2 separate regions of the Anas platyrhynchos genome follow, and region 2 is linked to region 1. Evidence: chromatin contacts called from public Hi-C data. All regions are on one chromosome and are shown on one strand. The core of a region is the stretch at or near the end of the contact, and the rest is flanking DNA. Distances in the headings are between cores, read along the strand shown.

Region 1 (7,458 bases), core at 2,388-4,887:
CTCTGCTCTCCAACTGAAGACAGGCAGAAGAGCACAGCTAGGGGCTCCTTGCAGGCACACACCCTCTCAGTTCTGCTCCTGAGACTCACAATGACCAAACCTGTGCCTCACAGGTACAGTGTTTGTCTGGGGGTCTCACCACAGCCTTCAAACCATGTGTGCTGATGCAGGATGGGGTACAACCTAGTCTCTTCACCAGAGCTGGATGTTTTTCTCCAAAATGCTCCATCAGACTGTGTTCGCCTCCGATGTGCTGCTTCATCCTTCTCCCTGTGTTTCTATGGAAACTGCTCTCACCTCTGTTCACTGCTCACGCGGCCATCAGCATCCCGTCCTGAGCTTTGGGGGCTGCAGAGGAGCTGGTGAGCATCTGATGAGGATGTGTCCACGCAGGTGGGCTCTCCAAAGGCTCACATGGAGGGTACTTGTCCCTGCTGCACTGCAGAGCACACAGATAATTTTCTCCCTCTGTGGTCTGCTCCCACATCCACCACTATCACCACCACAGCATCGTGGCCGTCACCCAACCCATTTCCATCCACAAGCAAGAGGTGGGAGGAGGATGAGGCATGAGCCTCATGCTGCCAAGTTTTCACACATGGCCCAGAGCACGAAGGGTCTGTTGGCCAAATGTCTCCCTAGCCTCCGGGACCAGCTCTGCGGAGCCCCAGCCACGTTCTTGGATGCTCAGCCCACCACAGAAATGTGGTGAACATGGTGCTCAGCGGCTTTGCCGAAGGAGACGAACATGTCAAGTATAAAAAAGTGTTGTTCTGCCCTGGGTAATTATACTGGAGCAGAGCAGAGCTAGGTGCCAAGGTATTGGAAAGTGTTATGATAACAAAGAAAGTCATAAAGAGGGTGGAGAAATTTTTACGACGTGAGATCAGATTAATGACCCGTACAACGACTGCAGTAAAAACAGCAGCATACAGATGCTACAACATTTGTAGAACACATTTCTTGAAACCCTAACTAAAGCCTGTAATTTCCTTGGATGTAAAAAAAAAAAAAAAAAAAAATTATATGTTCGTTCTCTGACAAAGGCGGTTCTTGCACACTCTGAAGCCTCCTCGGGCTTTGTGCAGACAACAGCTCCCACTAGGATTTTTACATGAAAGCTGGGTCTCCTATTAATTTTCAGATACCGTTTGTAAATAATCAGAGAAGTACCAGATGCCGGAGAAACAACTTCCCTGCCATAACAAGGAATTATATATCTCTGGCAATTAGATCATCATAAAATAAAAGGAAAACAAGCATCAGTCTGCCATTCTTGCATTCAGTGGCATTTAAACAATGAAAGCAGTCTCTTTTACTACAGCTGGCAGCCTTCCAGCAGCACTTTGAAAAGGCAGTGTGGCCTCCGTGTAAATTGATAAACAATCTTGTTGAGCAACAGGCACAGGAACATTCAAGCCTTTGTTAAATTTTGACTCGAGTGGAGCACTAATTGGCATCTTTCCGGGCAGAACAAACAGGGTCAACCTCGTTGCTTTACACAGGCAGATTATTTTAACCAGAACACACGGCTAATGAAACAGAACCCAGGACTGGGGATGCTAAAAGATGCAGAAATGGCTTGATTTCTTAAAGAGCTCTGGTTGGGGGCAAAAAATCAAACTTGGTTGGTTAAAAAACTTGAATAACTGAGGCCTAGCTGTGTTGGTGGCTTCAACACCAGCTTAGGCTCACTACAGAAGCAGATGTTTCATCTTCACTTGGGTTTATTTCCTGCTGATCACTGACCATAACGTTCAGGACCAACACAATCCAGAGAGGGGATAATATCCTCACCTCTGCTCTGGGCCAAGGATCAGAAATCTTTTGTACGGGGCTGTTAGGGCCCACCAAGATGCAGAGAAGTCTCCGGTGTGCGGGAAGTGTGCTCAGACACCTTCCTGCCAGCTAATTACCTCCTGCTGCCCAGTGCTCCTGCACATCTCTGCCTGCTCCAGAGTACACTGGGGCAAGCTCGGCTCTTCTCTCTTCCTCTTTGTGATGGAGCAGAGCACAAACCCTGCCAAGCAGAAAGTGCACCCCATGAAGTCTGCATCCCCCAGGCAGGCAGCTAAAGTACCAAGCAAGTGGGGTGGCACCGCAGCTCACCAGGCAAACAAGTCAGCGACACTTTGACTTCTCTGGGGAAAATTTTACTAAAAAAGGGAGATCAATTATAAATTAGTTCATTCAAATTAGAACATGGCCATATTTACATTACAACCCTCTGTCAAGCACAAGAGACCATTAGTCCTGTTTACTGCAGAAATAACCTATACCTCCTTTGAGGGCACCTGAACACCACTTAGGCTCAGGACTGTCGTCTAAAATTGGACATTTTTTGATTTGGATATTTACAAACAGCCCAGATGCCAGTAAACAAAATAGGTCAAAACCAATAGCTAGAAAAAATAATCTTGCTACATGCTCTTTACCTTCCCACCTACCTCTGAGAAAACAGTGCGGTTAGCACAGCTGAGCAATGAAAACAACATCCACAAAAAGCAGGATTCATTGAAGCCAGCTCCGAGAGCTGTGCTTTTCACATGGGGACGGAGGTGGCGAGGGCACTTACCCACAAGAAGAACCTGCAGTGTTTCCAACCCTGGTATTTTGTAGAGGTGCACCAAAGGAAGCACTGTCCCAGCACAGAGTCCATAATACCTCTGCTACCTTGCTGGGGAAGTACTAACTTTGGGAAGTCCTGTGTCTCAAAGCTGCAAGAGTTTTCACGTGTCCTCACCACTGCTCTGCCCAGCAAATATTTGGTCCCAGGGACCTTCAGGAAGATCAGGATGAACCCACAATCTAATTACAATAAGCTGTACAACAGCCATATACAAATGCTGTATGTTTTCAGAGAATGAGGAGCTCATTAACTGTTAACAACGATGCCATTAAGAATGTTGTGTTTTACTAGCAAAAAAATTTAGCCACAAAGATGTTGTGTTGGCAGAGCTTTTTTCACAAAGGTCACTGGGAGCCACCACAAAGTGGTAAGAATACTACTGAAAGGGACCAGACTAATTTACTGATTACATACACAAAAGATTACTTCCAGACATCACTTCAAAAGACTTTCCAAGGTTCACAGCCTGCTACAAACTGGTTAAAGTTCACTGTGGTCAGTGGAATCAGCCTTAGTTTTATACAATCAGGCTAAATGCTTTAGATTTGCACAATCTGAAGAACTTCCTCAAAGCTTCTCTACTAAGATATACGTCAATTGCTTTGAGGGGGATTGATAGGAATGTTAGGTAGGTTTTAAGACTTTTTATCTTTTATTGCTGCTGTAGGATTTATATTTTATTGATTCTGACCTTGGTATGAAATGAAAAATATTATTCAAAGTGACTCTGTAAAAGACGTTGATAATCAACCAACAGGCAGGATAACAAATAGCAAAGGATGCCCATGTTGTACTGCTGAGGAGAACATTGGAAGGAATGAAAACCACCACAGTGGAGTTGTAGGAGCTCCGGGAGCTTGCAGATGATACTGAATTGGGAGGAGCTGATGACTCCATTGAGGGTGGTGAGGCCTTGCAGAAAGATCTAGATAGGTTGGAAAGCTGGATGATCACCAACAATATGGAGTTTAACAAGAGCAAGTGCCCAATTCTGTACCTGGGAAGGGGTAACCTTGGATATACGTACAGATTGGGGGAAAAGATGCTGTATATGAGCCCCGCAGAAAGGGATCTGGAGGGTTTTGGTTGACAGCAAGCTGAACATGAGCCAGCAGTGTGCCCTGGCGGCTGAAGGGCCAACCGTACCCTGGGGTGCATCAAGCACAGCATTGCCGGTCGGTAGAGGGAAGGGATGGTCCTGCTCTGCTATCCACAATGTGTGCATTCTGTGCAGTTTTGGGCAACACAGTAAAAGAAAGATATAAAACTGTTAGAAAGTGTCCAAAGGAGGGCTGCAAAAATAGTGAAGGGCCTAGAGGGCAAGATGTATGAGGAGCAGATGAGGTCCCTTGGTTTGCTCAGCCCAGAGCAGAGCAGGCTGAGGGGAGGCCTCATGGCGGCCTGCAGCTCCCTCACAAGGGGAGCGCAGGGGCAGGCGCTGAGCTCTGCTCTCTGGGGTCAGCGACAGGACCCGAGGGAACGGCATGGAGCTGGGACAGGGGAGGGTCAGGTGAGGGGTTAGGGAAAGGGTCTGCACCCACAGGGTGCTCGGGCACTGGGACAGGCTGCCCAGGGCGGTGGGCATGGCACTGAGCCTGCTGCAGTTCAAGAAGTGTCTGGACAACGCTCTCAGATACATGGTCTGATTTTGGGGTGGTCCTTTGGGGACCCAGGAGTTGGACTCGATGATCCTTGTGGTTCCCTTCCAACTCAAGACATTCTGTCAGCTGTAGAAGAAAATCATCAGCTGCAGGACTTTCTTCTTGTGGCCTACACACGCAGGCTAATCCCTGACAAATTACCCAATGGAGAGGCAAATCAGCACGGACACCAGCCTTTCAGCACTATCCCACTAGGCTTTGCAGCAACACTGCATGCTATAGAAAATGCATCTGCTCTTAACACTGGTTAAACTAGGTCACCAGAAGTGTTTCTTCCTGCACTGTCATTTTGAATCTGAACATGCAGAAACTGCAGCGTACGAGTTCCTGCGGATGGGCCTGTGGAACAAAACCACCTTGCCAGGAAGGAAACTAGGGGCTAGTGCAATCCTCAGCACTACTCTCAGCATTTTTCATGGTGTTAGGTCTGGGATAAGATAGATACTGGGTGTTTTGCTTTGACAGCTGAAAAAAATAGTCATACTACAACTCTCATATGTGCTTGTCATTTAGCAGCCCTGCTCCTGTTACTTGTTATGGCCTTAACAAGTCTGCAAGACAGTGGGTGCCTCCTGCTTTTTCTGTTTCAAGTCAGCAGATGGTGCTTTTAGAAGGACTATCTTCTATCTCGGCTGCTTTAGAGCCAAAGGAGTTTGGTAGACCCTGTAAAGAGATGCTCCAGTGAGCTGTGTGTCACCTGGGAAACCTAGAAGGGGAGCAAAAGGAAAATGGTCCTTGCACACGCAGCCTTAATACTGGCTGAAGGAAGGAAGGACTGACAGAGGGTCAGAAAGCTTTGCATTAAAATATAATCCCTTGATGAGTCACGCTTTCATTTTCAGTAACGTGTTACCCTTTTATCTCAGCATTTCATACCGTTATTTCTCAGCACAGAATCTCAAAGTGCCTCCAATGCACAGGCAGCAGAGATGGTGAAGTCTCTGCTCAAGTGTATTCTGCAGTGAGGCACAAAAGAAGCTGCAAAGGAAGAAAGTGCAGACAGGAGACCCAGCACTTCCTCAGAGCTGCCCAGGCAAGGGAAGCTGCTGCTCTGCATTTGGGCGCCCAGAGGAGGGCAGAGGAAGAGTGTAAGATAAATCAGTTATTTATATCTCCCTTTTTAACACTTCTGTCATTTTCTGTCTGACTCAACGTCTGCCCTGTGGTTGGAATTTCGGTGTCAAAATCTGAACAATTTGAATGCATTTTAATAATATTAGTGATAATAATAATTTTATTATGAATAATACTGTAATAACTCAGGTAATGTGCATTGTGTTTATTATTAAAAATGTTCATTCCCTCTGCCTTTTTATTGAAAATTTTTATTTTCTGAGCTTTTACAAAATAATTTATGCACTTCTCCCTGCCCCAGGCTGGTGTGACCACAGCTGGATTCCCGCTGGGGCAGTGCAGACCTGAGGCTTCAGCCATGGCCACGTGCCCAGGCCACATCTCACAGCAGACGGGATGGGCAGGGCTGGCTCCCCAGCCGCCAGCCTAGCTCCTGACCCATGCAAGAGCAGAAGTAACGTGCTGCATGTGCCAGGCCAGCTCACCAAACCACAGCCAGGCACACAGTGCTGGTGCTAGGGTGGGCAGTCCCACTGGTCACCCACCCCACTCTTTTCATGCCATAATAAAGCCATCATTTTTCAGCCATTTCCTTCGTGCTTTTGAGGGACAGCCAACAGTCTGGCTCCTGTAATACCAAACAAAATACAGGGGCAACGTGTTCACATCCATAGCCACCTGTGCTGCCCTTTCGCTTTTGCTGAGCTGCCCCCTACTTTTATCACCAGTGACTTATGCAAGGTCACACACCACAACCTGCATGGCATCAAGAACAACAGCTACGGTGAAGGCTCTGCTCAAATGCTTCCATTTGACACATGCAGCTCCAGCATCCTGATATTAAAACAGTGCTAATAAAAAGTAGAGATGTGCAACCTTCATGAGTCCTTTGGCATAGGTGAGATCTAACACAAATGTGATTCTAACATCCTCTGAACAAATCCGTAATAAGTTTCAGTTCTACATGGAAAATATTTCAACAAATGAGAAGTCCTACATCAGTTTTCTTGGTATTTTACAGGATGAACATTGTCAGACATATTTTAAACTTTAGCTTGGTTGATTGGTAATACCCAGTGTGTTTTATAAACCTCATAAAAGTCAAAGCTATCGGAATCAAACTCTGGGGTGCTCACTAGCTAATCGGGGGAAGCCACAGATGGGTGTCAGTCCTAAGCATGCAGAAGTTAGCCAATATGGCTTTCTTGGTGTAGTGCCACAGCAAATGACAACACAAAACTGATACTAGGCAGAAGACCGTCAGAAGATCTGCAAACACCGTAAAGGAGTTGGCTCTCTCCAGTTGCCTTAGCTGTGCCTCCTGCAGTTTGTTATAACATCATTCGCGCATGGAAGCAGATGGTATGCTACGTATCAATTTACTATGCCTCTCTTTCACAGATTTTTTCGGTTCTGTCTGTGCATTTTTATTCAAAAGAGGACCATATGGTCCCTGTGAGGTAGTTTATAAATAATTGTATATTTACAGTAGCAATTGAAAGCAGAGTCACATGCTTACCTTCAGGAAGGCAGCTGAAAGTAGCTGGGTATTACAGGGTTTTGAATGATTTCCTCAGTACAGCACAGAGATAGGCAATGAATAATTAAACAGAAATTGATTTCACGTGGCCTTCCTGATTGCATTTGTTCTGCTACTGCTGCAAAACACTCGGTTCCTAATCAGAGCTGGTCGAAGAGAGGTGGGGTCATGCATGCTCTAATGGCATTGCCTCCATCCAGCTGGAACAACAGTCCCAGGCCGCTGCTCTGCCAGGGGCTGGACCAAGTTCTACAGGGACGGACAGCAGAGGCAGGATGGTGCTCCACCACCAGGAGACTCTCCTTCGCCCTTGAAGTTTGCAGGGGCTGGTTTGAGCCTCTGGCTCAGCTCTTCCCCCAGGGGAGCTGTTCTCTGGGTGCAGGTGGCCCGAGGGCAGCAGACAGCACCGCTTCCCCAAACACCCTGAGAGGCTCCTGCGAACAACCAGCTGCCTTCTGCTTGTGCTTCCTTCCTCCTCCCCACACGCTCAGTCACCATCTCTCCTTGCACTCTCAGTGCAGAGCAAATTTACCTCCAGAAAGCAACTGTCTGAA
Region 2 (7,458 bases), core at 2,496-4,995, 42 kb before region 1:
TCACCCCCAAAGCATGAACTTCATTTAAAAAGCCTCTATAAGGAAAATCCATCTGTTGCTGAAGGATGCATAGCACCAACAACTGCCGTTTCCAGGCTAGGAGCCCACTCCCAAATTGCTCAGAGGCCACCGAGCAGAAACCTGTCCGAGATCTGGGAACCACCACGCTCCTGGTGAGCAGAGGCCCTCTGCGGCAGCCTGGTGGCACGGCGCCGACTACAGAAGGGTCGCACCAAATGACTGCTATTTGACTTTGCCTTTTTGGAGGTTTTTAGTCCAAAGAGGCAGCACAGAGAGCGTGGTTCAGCGGAGCACGCTGCGGCAGCAGCAGCAGCATCCCCTGCCTCGCTGCTTGTGGCAGGGAGCAGCGGGGCCGGCCTGCTGGGCCATGCGAGCCCCGGGCACCGGGCCTCTCCCTCGCCTCTCTGCAGCCTGCGGGAGAACATGGAGGATCGATCCTCCTTCCTGGCCAAACCCTGCTTTTTACAAGGGTTTTAGTGCCTGGAGGGGGAGGAAGGGCGCTCTGTGCTTGCAGGCTCCTCCTTCTCCTCTCTCTGATCCAGATTTTCTAATTTGGGGGGGATGTTCTTTACCGGGGGCAGAGGGGTGACTGAGCAGAAATGGGACTTTCCTTCCTCCCCTGCTCTCTCCTTTCCCCCTGTGTTATTTCTCATTTTTTTTCTGAGCAACCAGCGTGATGATTACTGCTGCCTTAGAAGTTTGTGTTAAAAAGGCAAAACAAGATGTTGTGGGAATATGTAAATATTTCAAGCCTGAATGAAGTTTTCTTTCTGATACGTATTTACTGCTGTAACCTTAATCTAATCCAAGAAGCCTGAGCAGCCACTCTTGGGAAAAATAGCAGCTTTTCCATGTTGAAAGTGCTTTACAGCCCTTTTCCAGTTAACTCATAATATTTGAGCGAGGTTATCAGGTAAATACTACTCTGAGTCTTGTACAGTCAAGGAAAGTGAAGTAAAGAAATTACACGTAAACAGGAAAAAAGGAAAAGTGAGTTACATGTGAACCTACGCAAAGAGTTCTTCTTTCTGTGGTACAAAATTTATTTTAAATAAGAGTTTCAAAGCTGCTATTTAGCCCTTGTGGATTCATTCTGGTCGTCTGCTGCCCTGCTGTAGCCCATCCTGCAGCACTCCCACCGCACAGCCCCTGTGCAACACAAGAGTTCGTTTATTTGTGGGGGTGCGTCCTGGGATCTCTTCAGCAAAACCGAGACTGTTGAGAGGATTTCACAGAGAAATATAATTAGGAAAAAATGTGACTATATTCCTCTGCCAAATGCCTTCGCTAAAGTGACTGGGAAGGGCTCAGAACAGAAATGTACTTAAAACCATTTTCCTTTATGGCTCATCTTTAAGTGTTTTGCCTGAAGTAATGAATCACAGGGTGAATCAGACTAGGATTTTATGATTTCTGATTTGCCTGCCTTTGATCAGCTGAGTAGCCTGTCGAGACTTAATTCGGGGACTCTTCCCTTCCTTCCTGCAGCCTGGAAGGGCAGCACAGAGCGCGATGGGGCAGAGCAGGAGCGTTTTCCCGTTGCGAAGCAAGGTCACAGCGCCGAGGAGGGCTGAGCATCTGCGTCTGTGCACATCACTCCTTTCTCATCGCATCCTTCTCCAAGCTTCCTTGTCGAGTCTCCTCTCACTGGCTTGTTTCTCACCACTACCTTCTTTATTTTAACTGTTCCCTCTCCACGTGCTGGGAGGGCTCTGTGCGAGAGGAGCCTGGATGTGGAAGGTGACCGCTTGTAGTCACCGAGCCAACAGCTGCTGCAGCTGGGAGGGCTTTTGGTAACCTCATTCCCCACGGCCTGACGGGGTTGCTGCTGGTTTCAGGGGCACGCTGGCACCTCCTTGGCCCCCCCGAGCCAGGGTGGCTGGGGTGAACCCGCTTCCTTCCTCCCACTCCCAGGGCTGCAGAGGGGCAGTACCAAGTAGCTGGAGGCAGTGACATTTTCAGCAGCTCAGATGTTTGCTCAGTGGATGTGAGTCAGTCTTTAATTTCCAAGCTCTTTTGTTATCTCAGTGGCGCTTCTCTCATCTCTCCATTTTGTCCTTCATATAGGTTAGGAGTAAAACAGGAACTTGATGTTCCAGATGTCAGGTGTCACTAATGCTGCACAGAAAGGAGGTGGTTGATTCTCAGCCTTTCAACGTGATACTGTTACGTCTAAAACCTATTATTGCTTTTTGTCATCTAAGCAAATAGTCCGTACGCAGAGTTTCAGGCTCGGCGTTTCATTATTTATATCCATGGAGTCTTACCGGTCACGTTGCTTTTCTTTGAAAGAACTTTCAACAGTATGAGCAAAGAAAGATGTATCATATCTCAGTCTTTGCGGGAGTGAAACGGCGTGTGAGAAACTCGGGTGCTGGATTCTGATACCTCCTAACCGAACAAGAGGGAGTTCTATTGGCAAAACCCCTTCCGGCCAGAAAGTTGAGTCATATTTCAGCTTTTAAGTAAATTGTCTTGAATTCCATGCTTAAAATTGCTTAGTGTGTCTTGGATATTTGCCATCCCAAAGACTGCGGGAAATGTGCAATGAATGAAGTGTGCGGTGAGTGTACAAGTCAACGTGATGAAAACCATACCCAGAGATAGGCAAGATGGTGTCTGGCCCTTCCCAAACCCTGCCACATAGCTGGGCAGCTTCTGGGCAGCCATGTGTCCTAAGATGGCACTTTTTGAGTGATGGCATTTGCAGGGTATGACAACAAATACCTGTAAGTTACAGCATCACCATTACCACCAGTAGTGATATTACTGTTAAATATCCTGCTTCTAACAAAGGGTTTTCTGATAATACAGCTCTTCCAGGTACTGCCTAGAAAGGGTTCATGCCCGAGTCAGGAGAAGAATTAAGTTAGATTGTCTGCATGACCATATTTTTTCAAATACAAACTTTTTGAGCCTGTTTCTACTGTTGTGGAACTTTGACAGTCCAGAAGAGTGGAGTAGCAGGATTTGTTTTTTTCTTTTGATATTTCAGAAGGAAACAGAGAAGGGAGCCCAGCTCTTGGAATGTGCTTTAATGGCTTGTAAAGGTCTCCATGTCCTTGAGGAAAATAAACTTGTTTTATCTTCTTGTGTCATCTCACTGTCCTCCTCCTGAAGTCTGTGACCAGTTGTAATCTTTCCCATTTTCTGCAAGGAGCACACGATGAGTAAATTATCCATAATGGTTTTTACAGGACATGTCATGGGATGTCTAAAGAGAAATCCAAGCTCATAGGCCACTGCAGAGCTTTTTCTACTGAACTGAGGGCCTGAATCAGCTACCAAACACAGACCTTTGAGCTTCCTTTAGAAGTGACTTTAGCCTTTTCTGGTTTTCTCTCAGGGCAATTCATACTTCAGTGAACTATTTGCCCATGTGAGTGGGAAAGTTTGAAGTAAGGGCAGAATTCTTGTTTTGTTTTTGTTGTTTTTTTTTTTCTTGCTGATTTATTCTGTGTGTCTGGAGACTGTCTGGTTTGACTGCAAGTATCTGAAACTTCTCTGTTTGGGAAGTTTAACGATGGTCAGAGTAGCAAGCACAGTGGGATTGCTGCAGCCACTCTTCAGATTATTTTTAATTCATATTAAATAATCAAGCTCAGTCAAGGATTTTTTTTGCCAAGATAACGTTTTTATTTTCTTTTATCTTATGACATTGCTTGAATGAAAAGGCCTTCGGGTAAAAAAACATCCTTCTTCAAGTACAGCTCAGAATCAACATATAGTGACCCTGACTAGTTGAAGCTTTTCTTTTTCCTTCCCACAGCATCACTGGCACCTACACCAGAGGCACAGCTTGCTTCCTTCCCTCTGCCTTTCCAGCTCAGCATGGCTGGGCAAGTTGTCGTCTGGCAGTGCCCAAAGCTGATGGGCAGCACGTGGGGAGAAAACCCGGCTGATGTGAACCCTGACCCTGGGGGACTGTCAGTGTTGTTTGGGACCTGTGCGCTGATCGTCACAATGAGCAAAATAAAGCCTGCAATGTAAAATGGGAGTTTTGGGGGTGAAATTCCTGCAGCCACTTGTAGTACTCTGCTGACTGCTGAGGGGGCGTAGGGTGGTTAGCTCTGACAAAGGATTTGCACTGTATATATCTAAGGAAAGTTATCTTTGCAAAATTGTGGCGGTTTGCTTAGAGTTTTTTTCCAGATATCACACATATCACCTTTCTCTCTGAACCTGTGAGCACTTCACAGACTGAGCAGTATTGTTGCTATTGTCATCCCAGCTTTACAGATGGAGGTGCCAGGGATGGTGTGGTTATCCTTCGCCAAAGGCTTGCAGTGAGTTCACGCCCCGTGACAGTTTCAGTCCCCAGCCCCGTGGTTCTCTCTTCGCTGCCCTCATGTTTTGGCACTGAGATCAAGTGTTCTCATACTTGAAAGTGCAATGAATTATTTTGTTCAACAGTGTTTTTGGTTTCAGGGTTTTGTTTTGTTTAAGTAATTCCCTTAACTTAGCGAGAACCTAGTACAGGCTCCAAAACACTGTCACGCTGTTGCAGGAGCCACTCATCTGTCTGAAATCTGGAATCTGCTGAAGTTGTTGCTAATGTTTCAGCTGGCTTCGGTTGCACTAGCATTTTGCTGCATCTTCATTCAATCCTTTTTTGTGTGTGTGTGTGTGTGTGTGTCGAATCTGAGCCTTAGTTCAAACAAACAAACAAACAAACAAACAAACAAAAAGTCATTACTTTTGCATTGCAAAGATGCCATGCAAATGAACCAACGAGCCACTCCTGTCGGTCCAGCCCCAGCGTTTCAGCTGCACCACAGCAGAAAGGAGAAGCAGGAGCTGCACGTCAATGAGCTGTGCAGACTGCTTTCCAGCACACTGTTTACCTCACAGAAGGGTGAATTTCAGCACCTGTTTTTGAACATGCTCAGTGTGGAATTTCTTAAGCACACAGGCAGCGGCAGGGCGATTGGGAAAATCCTCTTGGGGGACCGAGATGCAAAACAGCCCCCAAAGGGAAAGTTGTACTGCTTGAATTTCAGAGGAGTCTCTGCATAGCTTTAAAAATGTCAGCAGATACAGATCTCGGCACAGACACTGCCACTTCTATTAAGGCATTGTTTATTTTAGGAGCTCACGGTCACAAGAAGCTTCAGGATGCAGTGTGCTCGGCCCTTGCTACCTCAGCAGCCACTGCCTCCTATGGCTTTATCCTTTCAGAAAAAGATCACGCTTCCCTTCCAAAATAGGTAGACTGTTTTATGCCTCTGGGAAGACTGTTCCAGAATGTCACCGCCAGAGCCACCCCCTGTTTGCCAGCCTGCAGCCGTTTGTCAGCAGTGTGCTGCCATGGAAGCACCCAGGAGGACAGGCCCTGATCCCATGGAGCTGCCCCGGCTCTACCCCTGGTGCGCTGGGGCAGCATGGGCTTTTCTAAGAGCACACCTGAACTTCAAGATGAAATTATTTCTGAGAAACCACTTACAGGGAAACGGGCCCCTTTGCAAAGGCCTCCTCCGTGCGCTGGGGAGGTGGCATAAGCCAGCCCAAAGCATCGGGTCCTGTAAAGTTAGTTGGGGATGCTCTTGCTTCCGTGGTTGCCTGTGAGTAGTTTGACGGTTTTGAGGTAGCTCTGAGGGTTTGAGAAAATATCCCCAAATGGATCTGGTATGTGAGCATTCCCCATGTACCCCAGGGTGAATTGCAAATCATTGTTTGGCAGTCGGGCAAACCATTCATTCACAAAATGGGAATTAAGAGAGCTGTGGTGCGGGAGCTGGTTTCTGAATAACAATCCAGTGCCTCAGCATCATGCAGGAGTTGTTGTTCAGCTGAGAGTGGTCAGGCTCCGGAAAACGTTGGTCTTTCAGTTGATTTGCATTTCTGACAAGGAAATGTGTCTGTAGCAGCCTCGCTTGATCTGCCTTTGGTGTTTTTGCTTTTATGCAATGCATCTGTCAGTGGAGAGACCTCCTGATCTCTAAATAATAATTGCTTGGCACAAGCGGTACGTTATTCTTTCTACGTATGAGGTGTAAGCTTAGAGACCTGTTTCTGTCCCTGTTCAGCATAAGTTCATCCATACACAGAGTATCCTTTGTAAATCTTCTTTACCAAAAAAAAAAAAAAAAAACTTCATACATTCAACTACCTGGAGTACAGATAGCAGCAGAGGAGAGCACTGTGATAACTCTGTCCCTCTGTTTCTCCACTTAGCAGCGGCACAGAAGTGAGGTATTTTATATTTTTAAGTAAAAGGCAACAGCGAGAACATACAGAAGATGAACACAGAGTAACTAAATGGGCCTTGGGCAAGCAAACCATTTTATTTTTATTCCTTAATTTGTAGGTTGTGAGTCTCTTTCTTCTGAAACAAACAGAATTGGTTTGCTCACCAATTTATATCTACCAGTACCATCCTCAGTAATCGGTTGCGGGACTGGGTAAATTTGTAAGGTCAGGACTGAGTAATTTTGTAAGGATCTCATTGAGGAGTTTAACATCACTATTCTTCTGCAATGCATTTATGTTGCAGCCTCAAGTGCTTCTAATAATATCAAATTGGTTGGTAGCATGGTCCCTCTTGTCCAGGTGTCACTGCATTCTCCTGGTCATATTGCCTGCTGCTGGTGTGCACATACATTTTGGGCTTTTTCTGTTTCACCTAGGTCACTGACACTGTGGCTGCAGATTACCCACCAGACCTCAACCAAACACTAACATTTCGAGAAACAGTTGGATACGTACAGTTCCTCGCCCAGGATGCCATTCAAAGCTGGATTAGAACTGACTGAATTGCAGAATATGACTGTCCCCGAAGATGATAACATCAGCAATGATTCAAATGATTTCACAGAGGTGGAAAATGGCCAGATAAATAGGTGAGTATTTTTCCACTGACGCTGCCTGCGCTAAGAAACACACTGTTTAAAAACAGCATTCTAATTTTCAGTATATGTTTTGAATTATTCATCACCAAGTCATGCTCCATTTGAAGATGTAATTTGAATTTCATATGTGACATCTGTTGGGCATAGGCTGCAACAGCAGATAAAGCAAACAGAGTGGCAATTTATTCATCGTTTCGAATCTTTCAAATTAGTCTAATAAAATGCACAAACATATAATGTAGCAAAAAGCCAACATTCTGGGACCTCAACTCGCATACAGTGGAGAAGTAATAATAATAAATGCAATTCGACCAAGAGAATAGCAGGGGGCAGATCACTTTGTTGACCTTCGGTCTCTGCTGTGACAGTTGTAACCTGCCTGGCCACATCCCTGGCCCCAGGCTTGTGGCATGTGCGGCTGGCACTCACTGTTCACTACGGGGTGGGATGGACCAGGCAGCAGTATCTGTCCCCAAGGCAGGGAGAGCAAGGGGCTGGTCAGAGACCTGCATCTAACTCGTGTCCACCTGAGGACCGCAGCTCTTTATCAGTTCGGGTGAAAACTGGCCATTGAGTTTCCTACAGGATA

The links. A called contact is a pair of places that touch in the nucleus more often than the background predicts.
Region 2: a contact with region 1 is called in a Hi-C map of F5 follicle, with 2.1 times the contacts expected there. The contact joins two enhancer-like sites. A contact is called at or near these places in 3 of 8 Hi-C or Micro-C datasets (F5 follicle, skeletal muscle and subcutaneous adipose tissue).

What each region holds. Positions count from the first base shown.
Region 1 is chr1:32,731,545-32,739,002 of IASCAAS_PekinDuck_T2T, reverse strand. No RefSeq gene overlaps it. Among named protein-coding and RNA genes, the nearest start is that of SCAF11, 18 kb to the right of the region's middle. Within about 2 kb of position 3,637, at least 3 of the 8 cell types and tissues checked have an H3K27ac peak or open chromatin away from gene starts, as enhancers often do. A contact at or near this core is called in F5 follicle, where this site is marked.
Region 2 is chr1:32,773,153-32,780,610 of IASCAAS_PekinDuck_T2T, reverse strand. SLC38A1 (solute carrier family 38 member 1) reads left to right here. Exons shown (of 16, transcript XM_027456755.3): 2 at 6,648-6,860. The coding sequence starts at 6,742. Among named protein-coding and RNA genes, the nearest start is that of SLC38A1, 5.5 kb to the left of the region's middle. Within about 2 kb of position 3,745, at least 2 of the 8 cell types and tissues checked have an H3K27ac peak or open chromatin away from gene starts, as enhancers often do. A contact at or near this core is called in F5 follicle, where this site is marked.